Regions from separate parts of the Oryctolagus cuniculus genome. Here region 2 is linked to region 1. Evidence: chromatin contacts called from public Hi-C data. All regions are on one chromosome and are shown on one strand. Each heading gives the region's core, a stretch centred on a gene start, on an enhancer-like site or on the middle of the called end of the contact. The rest is flanking DNA. Distances are from core to core; before and after follow the strand shown.

The links. A called contact is a pair of places that touch in the nucleus more often than the background predicts.
Region 2: a contact with region 1 is called in a Hi-C map of embryonic fibroblasts, with 7 times the contacts expected there. The contact joins the promoter of CCDC142 here to the enhancer-like site in region 1. A contact is called at or near these places in 3 of 6 Hi-C or Micro-C datasets (ear pinna, embryonic fibroblasts and skin fibroblasts).

What each region holds. Positions count from the first base shown.
Region 1 is chr2:128,361,662-128,367,672 of mOryCun1.1, reverse strand. The region is part of intron 4 of M1AP (meiosis 1 associated protein); the gene reads right to left. Among named protein-coding and RNA genes, the nearest start is that of M1AP, 43 kb to the right of the region's middle. Within about 2 kb of position 2,947, at least 1 of the 8 cell types and tissues checked has an H3K27ac peak or open chromatin away from gene starts, as enhancers often do.
Region 2 is chr2:128,464,049-128,470,059 of mOryCun1.1, reverse strand. It overlaps CCDC142 (coiled-coil domain containing 142), which reads right to left and starts at 2,214. Exons shown (of 9, transcript XM_051837052.2): 1 at 1,031-2,214; 2 at 752-838; 3 at 530-679; 4 at 285-415; 5 at 98-211. The coding sequence starts at 2,087.

The sequences.
Region 1 (6,011 bases), core at 1,698-4,197:
TAGACTATTCTAGTGTAGGAATTGCTTCTTTTCACTTGTACCTTCTCTATCCCCCAGCTCAGTGCCTGGCACACAGCTGGAGCTTGGCACATGCCTGTCCTGAGTCGAACAATTGCTCTCATTACGTTTTCCTGTGACTCTTCTGCTTCAGCTAAGTTAGTCTCCTTGTCACATGACTTCCTTCCTTCCTTTGAGCTTTTATTGCTCTCTCGAATCCACGGCCTTCACCTCTTCCAGAATTCCACTCGGGACTGACTTTGTCCAGGAAGTTATGTTTACTTATATCCTCTCTGATCTGGCTTTAATTAGTAACCCTTGGGTATCGGTGGTGGGCCTCATTTGGGCAATATTAGGCACACTTGTTAATTTGATTCTTCTGAAGGGTTTTCTATGAAAGGTGCTAGAATTTAATGAAAAGACCAGGTTTTGTATTGTGGCTTGAAAGTTGTTAGCTATGTGGTTTTGGGCAAAGTGAGGATAGTATGTCTTATTAGAGTGAAGCATTACAAAGCGAGATGATTATCTATGAATGGCATGCACTAAATCCAACATTTGTCATTTTCTTCCTTCTCTCTCATCATGAGTAGTTCTCATAGGATGACTGTACTTTTTTTTAAAAAACTTTATTTTCCTGATCACTTCCCTTGGTCACTGCTTTTTCCCCACCACTACATTTATAAGAACACGAACACCTTGTACTGTGTTTCTCACATACAACCACATGAACTAAATCCAGAGGGTGGGGAAACGGACTCACTTCTCAGATGTTGAAGAGCAGCTCCCACATTGGCTGTAGAGTAGGGCGCTCGGCAGCAAAGGGGATGGGTCCCCACTGACACGTGGCGCAAAGCAGGAAGGTTACAGGAGTGAGGCTGGCCTGGGAGGGAGGCCTCTGGTTTTTGGACTTACCCTGCCCCTCTGTGGCCACAAGCAGTGACAACCTCTGCTGAGCTATTTCTAAGCTTTTCTGGAACGGCTACAGTAAATGGGAAAAACCAAATGATGGAAAACTAGGTAATGCCCAAAGCAGACTCCTCAAAAATAAGCCCTAAACAGTCACAAAATTGAAGTATATTTAAAATAGCAGCCAGTAACACACACAGGTGCATACACAGTGGCGGATTCCTCTCTTGACGTAAAGTGTCTGACTTAGAGGCCCAGGAAAACGGCACTGCTGCCCACTCCTGCACATTTTCTCCACTCCCATAAAAGTCCCCTCCTCTAGGCCAGACCTCTTCCTTTCCAAACAACTCGCATGTATCCTGTCCTTGGGCATCATGGGAGGGTTTCAGGAGTTTTGGGAACCCTCTGAAATGACATTCATCTGTATGTGCATAAATATATTTTAGGTTAGTGGGGGAAAGGGATTAGGCCTTCAGCTTTTTATCAGATTCTCAAAAGAGCTCTGTGAACCCCAAAATGTCAATAACTATTGCAGAGACTATGGAGCCTTAGCATCTTAGCACGCCTGGGTCGGTTTAATCACAGCTGTCTGTTTTCTGAATACAGCAGTAGCCAGAGGCTGTTAACAACTCGCGTAAGTAATGAGAGCACGAGGAGCTTGCTCAGGAACAACTACACACAGCCATTCAATCACTGCCCTTCAATCAGCACAAATGAGGATCATCTCCAACAGCTCACAGGTTGTGGCCATCTAGCTTGTCTTCCTGAGCACATCTACCTCATTTGCAGAGGTGATGTCTGACCCTGGGAAAAGAGGATGGCAGGCAAGGGTGGTGGTGGTCATGGCCACGTGGACTCAGGGCAGAGAACTAAGTGTAGGAATGGACCCAGTGGCAGCCATCTTCTTGGGGCCCCAATCCACAGAGGGCTGAAACATCTCTAGGACTATAATGAGTAGGAGAAAATTTATATCCCTGAGAATTTTAACTGTTCTCTGTGAGAATGCTATTTTAATTAATTCATTCACTTTTTCAGTAATTCCTCCATGCATTTATTGTTCAAGTAATTATTAATTTAGCACCTTTTATGATCAGGCAATGCTTGGTGTCATCAAGAAAAGAGCCAAGGGCAGGTGTTGTGGTGCAGCAGGCTAAGTCACTACTTGGCGTGCTCACAGTCCATATCATGTGCTGATTTGGGTCCTGCTTACTATGTTTCTGATCCAACTTCCTGCTAATGCACCTGAGAAGGCATTGGATTATGGCCCAAGTGCTTGGGTTCCTGCCATTCACATGGGAGACCTGGATGGAGTTCTGAGCTCCTGGATTTGGCTTGGCCCAGTCCCAGTTGTTGAAAGTATTTGAGGAATAAACCAGCAGATGGAAGATCTCTCTGTATCTGTCTCCCTGTTATTCTTTCAAATAAATAAATAAAATAAATCTTAAAAGATAGTTTACTTGCTAGTGAGAGAACAGACAATAAAAAGATATGACTGCAGATCGTAGTAGATACCATGAAGAAATGAAAGCACAAAGGGTATGTGTGTGTGTGTGTGTGTATGTGCACACATACTTTAGCTTGGCTGGTTAGTGAAGTATTCTCTAAGGAGGTAACGGTGGAGCACAGACATGAAAACATTTGTGGCAAGATTGCTCTTCATAGAGGGATGAGCAAATTCAAAGGTCTTGAGGTGGGAACACACTTGGTGTGCTGGGATACCATGAAGGAATAGCAAAAAGGTTAGAGAGAGGAAGGGAGGACTGGCTATCAGTTGCTGGCCTGAGGGGTGAGGCCCCCAAAGAAGCATGCTCCTGTAACAACCGTGGACACTATATGCTCTGTAGAAGGGTGGGTCCCGTTATTGCAAGATTTTGGCTTTGCTCAGGAGGTGCACAAGAATGGGGCAGAGTTGAGCTAGCTCTCTTTTTTTGTAGCTCTTAGCTCCTCAACAACTGTTGAATTAGTGTCTTAAAAATACTTCTTTCAGGGATTGAGAAACTGTGTGTTCCCACATAGCTCAGCCCAGCCCTCCCACACAGGCTTTCTTGTGATGTGGCAGTGGTAGGCAGTGGGGCAGGTGGTAGGGAAATCTGGAAGCTCTACAGGCAGGGTTTAAGCCATGAGGCTCTTCTTTGACCTCTGCAGCCTGCAGTACCAGGCCTCTTTTCCAGCCTTTGTTGGCTAGCCAGGGACTTCTATAGTTAGAGGCTACCCACCCATCTGCCTCTAATCAAACCAGTACCGCTTATGGTGGGTTAGAAAAAGATCTGCCTGTTAACTAAAGAGTGACATATAAGTGGTTCTCAGTGGATGATTTGCATAATTACTGACAAGCTAGGCATTGTTTAAGTACGTCTGGACTGCTGTAATAAAATTCCACAAACTTGTTTCTTACAAAAAATAGAAATGTACTCTCTGACATCCAATCCTGCACTGAGCAGCAAGATTTGCCCTGCCCTGGCCAGGCCAGAGAGGAGATCCTGCAGATGTAGAAGGGACTGGTTAGGAAAGTGTGTGCCTGTGGGCACAGATGTAGCACCGTACCCACTTCTGCATCCACAGTGCTAGCACAGTGGTTGTTGGAACCTTGCGCTAAGGGTTCACTTGAGTATAAAACGATGACATTCAACACCTGAAAGCACTTAGTCAACTTTAAAGCATCATACTTTAGGATAAAGGATGGAAGATTACAAAGCCACCTCCTAGCTGTCTTTGTGGATGTGAACATTTTGGCAGTAAAACCAGTGTCATGTCTTTCCCTCCCTCCCTTCCTTTCTTCTTTCTGAAAATATCCTCTTCAATAAAATATGTGGTCCAAGCTGTAAGAAAATATGTTTTGTCTGTATTTTAATTTATGGAGAAAATGCAGCCCATATGCAAAAGATGTTGGACACGCTGACTGAGATATACTAAAGTCTGACTTGGAAAAACACTAGACATAGAAGGTACTTAAACATCTGCTGGTTCACTCCCCAAATGATGGCAGTGGCTAGAGCTGGGCCAACTCAAAGCCTTGAGCCAGGAGCTCCACCCAGGTCTCCCATATTGGTGCAGGGGCCCAAGTACTTGGACCATCTTCCACTGCTTTCCCAGGCATATTAGCAGGGAGCTAGATCAAAAGTGGAGCAGCTGGGACTCAAACCAGGGTCTACATGGAATGTTGGCACAGCAAGTGGTGGCTTTACCTGCTATGCTACAGTGCCGACTCCATAGTGCTAACTAATTTCTCTAATTACAAGTGACGTTAAGCATGTTTTCATGCTTAAGGACCATTTAAAATCCTTTCTGAATTATCTGTTCAGGTCTTTTGTCCATTTTTTTCTGCAGAGTTTTTGGTCTTTTCTCCCTCAATCTTAAAGTATTCTATATATATTATGGATTTTTTCCCACCATGGTATGAATTGCAAATACTTCTCCCAGTTTTTCAGTTGTCTTTTGACACTGCTTGTGGTTTTTTTATTTTTTTTTTTTTATTTTTTGACAGGCGGAGTGGACAGTAAGAGAGAGAGAGAGACAGAGAGAAAGGTCTTCCTTTGCCGTTGGTTCACCCTCCAATGGCTGTCGCGGCCTGTGCACCGCGCTGATCCGATGGCAGGAGCCAGGTACTTATCCCGACCGGGACTAGAACCCGATGTGCCAGTGCCGCAAGGCGGAGGATTAGCCTAGTGAGCCGTGGCGCCAGTTGCTTGTGGTTCTTTTTACCATGCCCAAGTTTCTCACTTTTTATATAGCTAAATAAATGAAGTTTATTTCACATGCATTTTGAGTCATAGTTAGAAACCTTTTTCTATATGAGATGATGAAGGAAATCAGTTTTTTTAGTATTTTTTTTTAAAGATTTATTTATTTGTTTGAAAGGCAGAGCTATAGAAAGAGACAGGGGGAGAGAGAGAGATCTTCCATCTACTGGCTTACTCCTCAAATGGCTGCAGGGCCAGGCTTACTCCTCAAAGGGCAGGGCCAGGCTGAAGCCAGGAGCCAGGAGCTTCCTCCAGGCTTCCACATGGGTGCAGGGCCCAAGCACTCAGGTCATTCTCCACTGCTTTCCCAGGCAGAGAGCTGGATCAAAAGTGGAGCAGCCAGGACACAAACTGGTGCCTATATGGTGTGCTGGTGTTGCAGGAGGCAGCTTAATCTGCCACACCACAACACTGGCCCTTTCTAGTACTTTCTAATATAATTCTTTACATTTACATCTCTGGCCCATTAGTTGTCCCAGAACCACTTTTGGAACAAGTCTATCTTTTTCCTAGTGATTTGAGATGGCCCCTTTATCCTGCATTAAATTCCCATCTATACGTCTGTTTCTGGACGTTGAATATGTATACAGCCGTGCCCCAACCAGTTCTTGTACTATCTATGCTCTAGTGCTAGGAAAATGATGGATTGTTTCAGACAGAGAAATGGCCAGACTGTCCACATGGGGGGAGTCAGCAATGCAAGACATTGGCCAAGTGAAGCAGAGGTGTGTGTCTGTGCATGTTAGGGATGAGGGTGAGGAGAAGAACTGTGGATTAATCAGAGGAATTTCTGTTAAGTCACAAGCTCCTAATGATATAGAGAGGAATGGTGGGGAGTTTGAGCTTACTGGGTAAACAGGAGGTTGAAAATGTGGGTTTTTTAAAAAAAGAATCAAAGTGATCCAGAGTGAAAAAGGCATTTCTAGGCTGATTAGCCCCTAACAAACCCATCTTCCTTTGAATTACAGCTTTAAACTGTAGGCGGTACTTAAAAAAAAAAAAAAAATCCAACTATCTAAGGGCTCCAGAAACTCAACAAAAGTAGTTATGGGAGAAGACTTGAAACTCTGAGTAAGTGACCATTAGAGAATGAGTTCTTCATTTTTAGCTCTGCCCTGAGGATGGCAGTGCGGGAGTGGCTAAAACTTTGATAGAATAGAAAAGCCTCCGTCTCCCTGGCCTTGCCAGGACTTGCAGAGAGTGAAGAAGAAGTCCATGACAGCAGCCAGAGCAGAGCGCCCTAAATGAGGCGCTGAAACCCGGTCCCCACACTGGGCTGACTCCTGCGTTACACTCGTAGTGGGGAACTGAAAGCTGCCTGCAGTTTAGCTTGAAGACTGGCACTGAGATGGGAGTCCCTGCTCACTG
Region 2 (6,011 bases), core at 965-3,464, 100 kb before region 1:
GGCTTCCAAGCCACTGAGATCTTCCATTCTCCCCCTCCCACCTGATTTGGTACAGATCAGGGCCTTGTGCTGCTACTGTCGGGGCCCCTGTTCTCACCTGGATCTGCGCAGCCAACATCTGGATCTCCACACTCAGCTGCTGCTCCACCTCCAGAGCTGAGCTTTCCTCTGAGGCCAACCTAGACAGAGCCTCCGCCTCACGCAGCAGAGGCTATGGGTGGAGACGGAGTATGAGGGCTCGGGCCAGTGCAGGCTGCTCTCCTGCCCACTCCCCTCCCACTCACAGGTAGGTCCTTTTGGATCAGCAGCAGGAAGGAACGTGGGGCCCATGCTGCCAGGTGCCGCTGAGTCCTTCCCAAGAACCAGAGCAAGGTGGTCTGCAGGGTACAGAGCCCCAGGGCCGTGGGCGCAGGACCTGCGGATGGGAGCAGCAGAGTGAGCATCTTTAGGCAGCACGGGCGCCTTGAGGAGGAGGCGGGCTTCAGAACGGAGAAGGAGAAAGGGGGCTCTCCTCAGCCCCTCATCTCACCTGGAGGCCGACAGAAGAGCAGTCCTGACCCTGGTTCTCGGAGGGCGTCCAAGAGAGGAGGAAAGAGCTGTTGCAACAACTGCATAGTGTGAGAGGATGCCGGGAGGCTGTTCTGGTCCCTGACGGCTGATCCCAAGGCCTGGCAGAAACCTGAGCATGGAGGGGGGAGTCTGAGAGAGGGCAGCAACCTGGGACTGTGTCACCTCCAGCGCCCCTTCTCACCTTGGTCCCAGCTCCAGACAAGGGACTGATGGTGTAGGCTGTGACACAAGGAAGCCAGCTCCTTCTCACACTCCTGAGGCAGGGACGCTGGGGGAAGAAATGACTCTGGAGCCGGAAAACAAAGCCTCGGGTGCCACATCCCTGCCCAGTTAGGGGTAGGGTGGGAGGGGAGGTTTCCCTCAAGACTCAAGACTTCGCCTTGGAAGCTCCAATGGGATGGTCTGAACCCTATTCTTTCCAAAGGGCCTACCCAAACGCCCACCAAGTCCCAGCACTCACCCTGACCCAGTGCCTGACCCAGCTGTCGTGCCGCTGCACCGGGGTCTCTCCAGGGTCCCAGACTTAGGTCCAGACTCTGAGCACCGGCTGCCCACAGCAGGGTCCAATATTGACTCCACAGGGCCCCAGCCCCTCCAAGTCCCAGTCCCCCGCCGGCGGCACCCGCCATGCCCCCCACCAGGCCCAGAAGCCCTGGTAGCAGCTCCCGTTCCTCCTGGCACCGCCTGCGGAGCTGGTCCTTTAAACCGCATCCACTGAGCGCCTCATTGAGCTGCCTTGCCACCTGGCAACCTCGCTCCTCCGCCAGGAGGCGGAGCACACGGGCTGGGGGAAAAGGGCGAGCTGCCCCGGGAACGTGGCTCATGGCTTTTCCCTGCAGCCCATGGTAGGTGGGAAGTGACTGCAGCAGTTCGGCGAGTTGGGAGGACAGACCCGGGCTGGCGGGCGCCCGACCCAGAGCGCGAAGCTGCATCTCGATGGCGGCATCTAGGCGCTGGGCTGCTAGTCCGATGGGGCGCGCTAGGAGGAGCGGCTCGGGAGTCTCCCGAAGGCCGATTCGCTGGTGCACCCCTCGGGGAGTGTGCAGCCGCAGGTCGCGGCACAGCTGGGACCAGGCGCCAGAGCCGGGGGATGGCGAGCAGGCACACAGGGTCCGCAGGAGGCGCACGGCCGCTTGTAGGTGGCGGGCGCAGTCCCGGGCCTGGAGGAGCTGCTCCCGCTCGCGGTGCAGCCGCAACAACACGGCCCGGAGACGCTGCAGCGCGGGAGGCATCGGGCCGCCAGCCGCGGGCTCCCGCCTCCAGTCCGCAGAGCCAGCCTCATGGTCCTCGCCCGCGTCCTTGGGCGTTGGCCGCCACAGAGCTCCGCCGGGCCGGGGGTCCAGGCAGGGGATGCTCCCGGCAACTGGTAGCCCAGGGCAGCCACGAACCTCCTGGCGGAGAGCAGCCGCGCGTCTTCCCTCCCAGGGCTCCTCCCCAGCGCCCCCAGGCTGTGCCCACAGCGGGGACGCGGTCGTGAGCGGAGGCAGGGGGCCACTGGAGCGAGATGCCTGGGCCATCGGGTAGCGGGTTCGTAACAAGCTTAACGATTCCCGCTTCCCCGAGCCGCCCAACGCCCGCCGTGGCCGGGACTCCGCCCCATCCCTAGAGCCGTCAGCGCTTGTCCGCGAGTCCTGGGGACCGTCGTGAACTCTCTCGCGCTCCGTAATCGAAGTCTTCCGCCCCTAACAAAGATGGCCACCACCCTGTCCTACCCCGCCCTTGGGCGGGTATTGAATACTAAACTATCTGTCACTTTCGGGGTCTTGTAGACCGGAGATGGCTCCGATTGCGAAGACTGGGGGGTGGGGGGTGGAGGGGTGGGGATCAAGCTAGGTGGGAGATGTGACTAAATGGTGGAGGGTCCCTCTGGGCAGAGGCAGCCCCACTTGGGTCTATCTGCGGTCTGGACGTTTTCAGTAGGCTTTTACGCCCCCGGTGGCGGGCGGAGGTCTCTGGCGACTCACCCAGAGCCCCCTGACACGGCACCGCCTTCTTTTCCTGTAGACTGCCCTCTGAGGCCCGGCTGCCCACTAGGGGTCGCTGCTGCACCCCCGAACTCTGCAAGGAATTCAGTTCTGAAGACTACAGTGAAAAGATAAAAGGGACTTCCAGTTCCCCGCTACCCTGCTCATCTCGGTCACGCCTGTTTTCAGTTCGCTGTGCTTAGACCCGCGACCGACCAATGACCCGAAGAGCTTTCGGGGGTTTGGGAGGTTCAGGCCCTACCCTTGAGGATCTTAGGGAAGTGAGGAGCGGAGGACAGGGTGACAATTTTGCAGCAATAAAAGCTCAGAAGTGGGCGGACTTGAATAGGCGAGGGTCTCTGAGTTGAGGTTTGGGTAGTGAGTGGGTACATACGAGTGCTTGGCGGAAAGATGTTTATAGATAGAAGTACAATGTCAGCAAAGCCACTAAAACAAGGAAAAGTAAAGAGAACTTTAGTGAAAGAAGACCAGAGTGGAGGGTTTGGTTGGAACAATGACAGATGGGGTAAGAAAGAAGGTATCCGGTGGTCAGAAAGGCCTTGTCTAGCACAGGGAGGCCTCAAACAGGGAAGAGAAACTTAATGTGTCCAGAACTTAATTCATCATCTTTGCAAATTGATTTCTTCTAATCCCAATTTTGGTTAATAATACAAACTTCCGTCTTCCAGATGCTTAATCCAGAAATCTGAGAATCATTTGAAAAGTCTTCCCTTTTCTTTACTTCATGTTTAGTCACTAAAATCTCTTCTGAAATGCCTCTTGAAACAAACCTCTCATCAAAGCCTTAGTTCAAAGCCTCATTGTCTCCAGCCTGACCAGCTGTAATGCATGCTAACTACATACAACACGCAAATACACACCCACGCTAGACTCAACTGTTTCCCCAGCACCATTTCACACAACATTTCACTACCTAAACCAAGTCCGCTCGCGTCACTAAGAAGATAAAAGTCCATACCCATTGGGTCTTCAGACAGAGTTCCTGGCTCTGTCTGCCGGGATGGCCACCGATCTCTTTTTTCACATTTGTTGTGCGCCAGCTAGGTGCAAGACACTGTTTTAGGCGTTGAGAAGACAGCAGGAAATGAAATAGACAAAAATCTTTCTATTCAGTGAAGTAGAAGTATCTCACAGGGTCAGCCAATGAACAACCTAAGTAGTATGTTACATGTGAAACATGCAAAGAAAAAGCAAGAAAGAAAACAGTACTGAGTGGAGTTGAGAGGTTTCTCTTACAAAAAGGAGTGGTCAGAGAAGGCCTCCCCGACTGAGCTGGGCACACTTAAGTGGAGATCTAAAGGCGACAAAGGAGCGAGCCGTTCACTGGGGCATGGGCGTTGGAGATGGACGCGCACGTGGTTTCTTGCAGGAACTTCAGAGGATACCACTGTGGCTGAGGAGGGTGCCTAGAGGGTAGGAGAAGGCTCGGGAAGATGTTGGGGGCAGATTATGTGTGGCCACAGGCCACATAGTTCACAGGGGACAGGATGACTCCTACCCTGCAAAGACTACACTCACCGAGGAAATGACTCTCATCAGATTCACAGAATGGGTGCATCAAGAGCTTTGCTTCATTTTGTGAATGAGGAAAGAGCCCAGCAAGGTTAAGTCAACCAACCAGGCAGCAGCTGAGTCAGAACTAGGATACAAGTGGCTCCATCTCCACAGTCATGCTCTTTCCAGTCCCATGCCGGCTTGAATTAAGAGAGTGATAAAAGCAATGCAGAGTAAGTTTCTAATTTGTATAACATGGACTATATGGCAGGACTGAGAGGGGCAGAGGCAATTGCAGATGAGGAGTCCAGGAAGGCTTTGGATGGAGATGGAGCTTGAACTAGACCTTGAAGGTGAGGCAAGATGTGAGAAAGAGTCTGAGTCAGGGGCGGGGACTGGAGAACAGCTTGGGGAAGGCTCTGAGGTTGAGCGAGCCCCACGGCTGAGTGTGGAGAGGTCACAGCTGGTGAGAATCTGAGGGCTGCGTGGCTGGTTTGTGGCTGCCATGGTGGAGAAGCTGAGCCAGCCAACCTCAACACCAGCCTCCCTTCCCCCCCTACCCCACACACCAGGACACAGTGGATTTTCTGCACTGGCTCATGGAGAGTGATCCCCAGGGCCTGTGTCAGATCCATGTGGACGGGAGCAATGGGCAGCAGCAGCTGTGGCATCATGGTGGACAGAGCAGGAGCAGCGCCCCAGGACTGAGCCTGATATCCCAGGAAGGGCTGACCCCCAGGGGCTCCCCTCTCTTCTCTTCTTCCTTTCCTGTCTCTTGCTCCTGACAGCATGCCTCCTGGACTATTTCTGTGATGAGGTAAAAATGAACAGGGTGAGAGAGGCAAAGGGGCTGAGGAGCTGAGCACCTGCTGTGGTCTCCCAGAGTCCTTCCGCTGCCCTCCCCGAGGGCTGGAGACCTGCCCTCAAGCCCCTCTGCCTCTACACTCTTCCCCAGTGTCTCAGGAGACTCTCAGTAGGGGGCCTCCTGGTCTGCGGGGTTCTTTCCATCCCCATGTTCCTTTTCCCATAGTCTCCTCGGAACTGGGCCTTTCAAGATTGTGCATGACATTCGCCTTCTTTCTCATTCTCTTGTAGTCGCCTTCTCTCTCTTTTTCCTCCTCCAGGAAGCCAACGCCTGGCTGAGGCACTGGTGGCTGAGGAGGAGGTCATGAAACAGGAGACAGAAAGACACAAGAAGAAGGAGGCTACAGGGCAGAAAGAGGGGGATCGCACAGGGACTTGGGAAGAGAGCCCGAGGTGGCCTGCAGAGGGTCCTCTCACAGGAGGCGCCAGGGGCTGGAGACCAGAGGGTCTCCAGAGGCCACCTGGTGTGATGCTTCAGGAATCCCACAGTACTGCCTGGGGTCGACGCTCCCTCCCTCTCCTTGAGAAACCTCAAACTTGTGACTCTCTTATCTGCTTTTTCACTGTAAAATGAGGATAATAGCAATACTTTCGTCATGGAGTTGCAAAGATTCAATGAGATAGTGTGCACAGAGCTCTTAGTCCAGCACAGGACACTGGATTTGTGCTCAAAATAGATCATTATCATTACTGCAGCATCAAAAGGAATGAAACTGACAGGAGTGCCTGGAGGGCAGTGGTGAGCCTAACGTGCAGAGTTCAGGCAGGTACCAAGAGCACCAGGTGCTGGCAAAGTGGGGCTGGGAAGGCAGGCGGCTCAAGGTGGTCCCAACTCTATGCCTGTCCACACTCTCGCCAGGCCAAGGTGACCCCAGATGAAGAAGTGAGTCCCCCATCCAGTCCCAGGATTCCTCTCAGGGACAGTGTGGTGAGAAAGAGGTTCCCTTCCTGGTCTCTGCCTACTCCTCCTCTTCCTCCCTCTCATCCTCCAGGTTAGACTTCAACCCTCCCCTGACCCCCACAGGACCCACTGGATCTATCTAGCACTTTTCTGCCCCTGGCTTTGTACAAGGCTGCGGATTGGCACCCCAGTGCCCA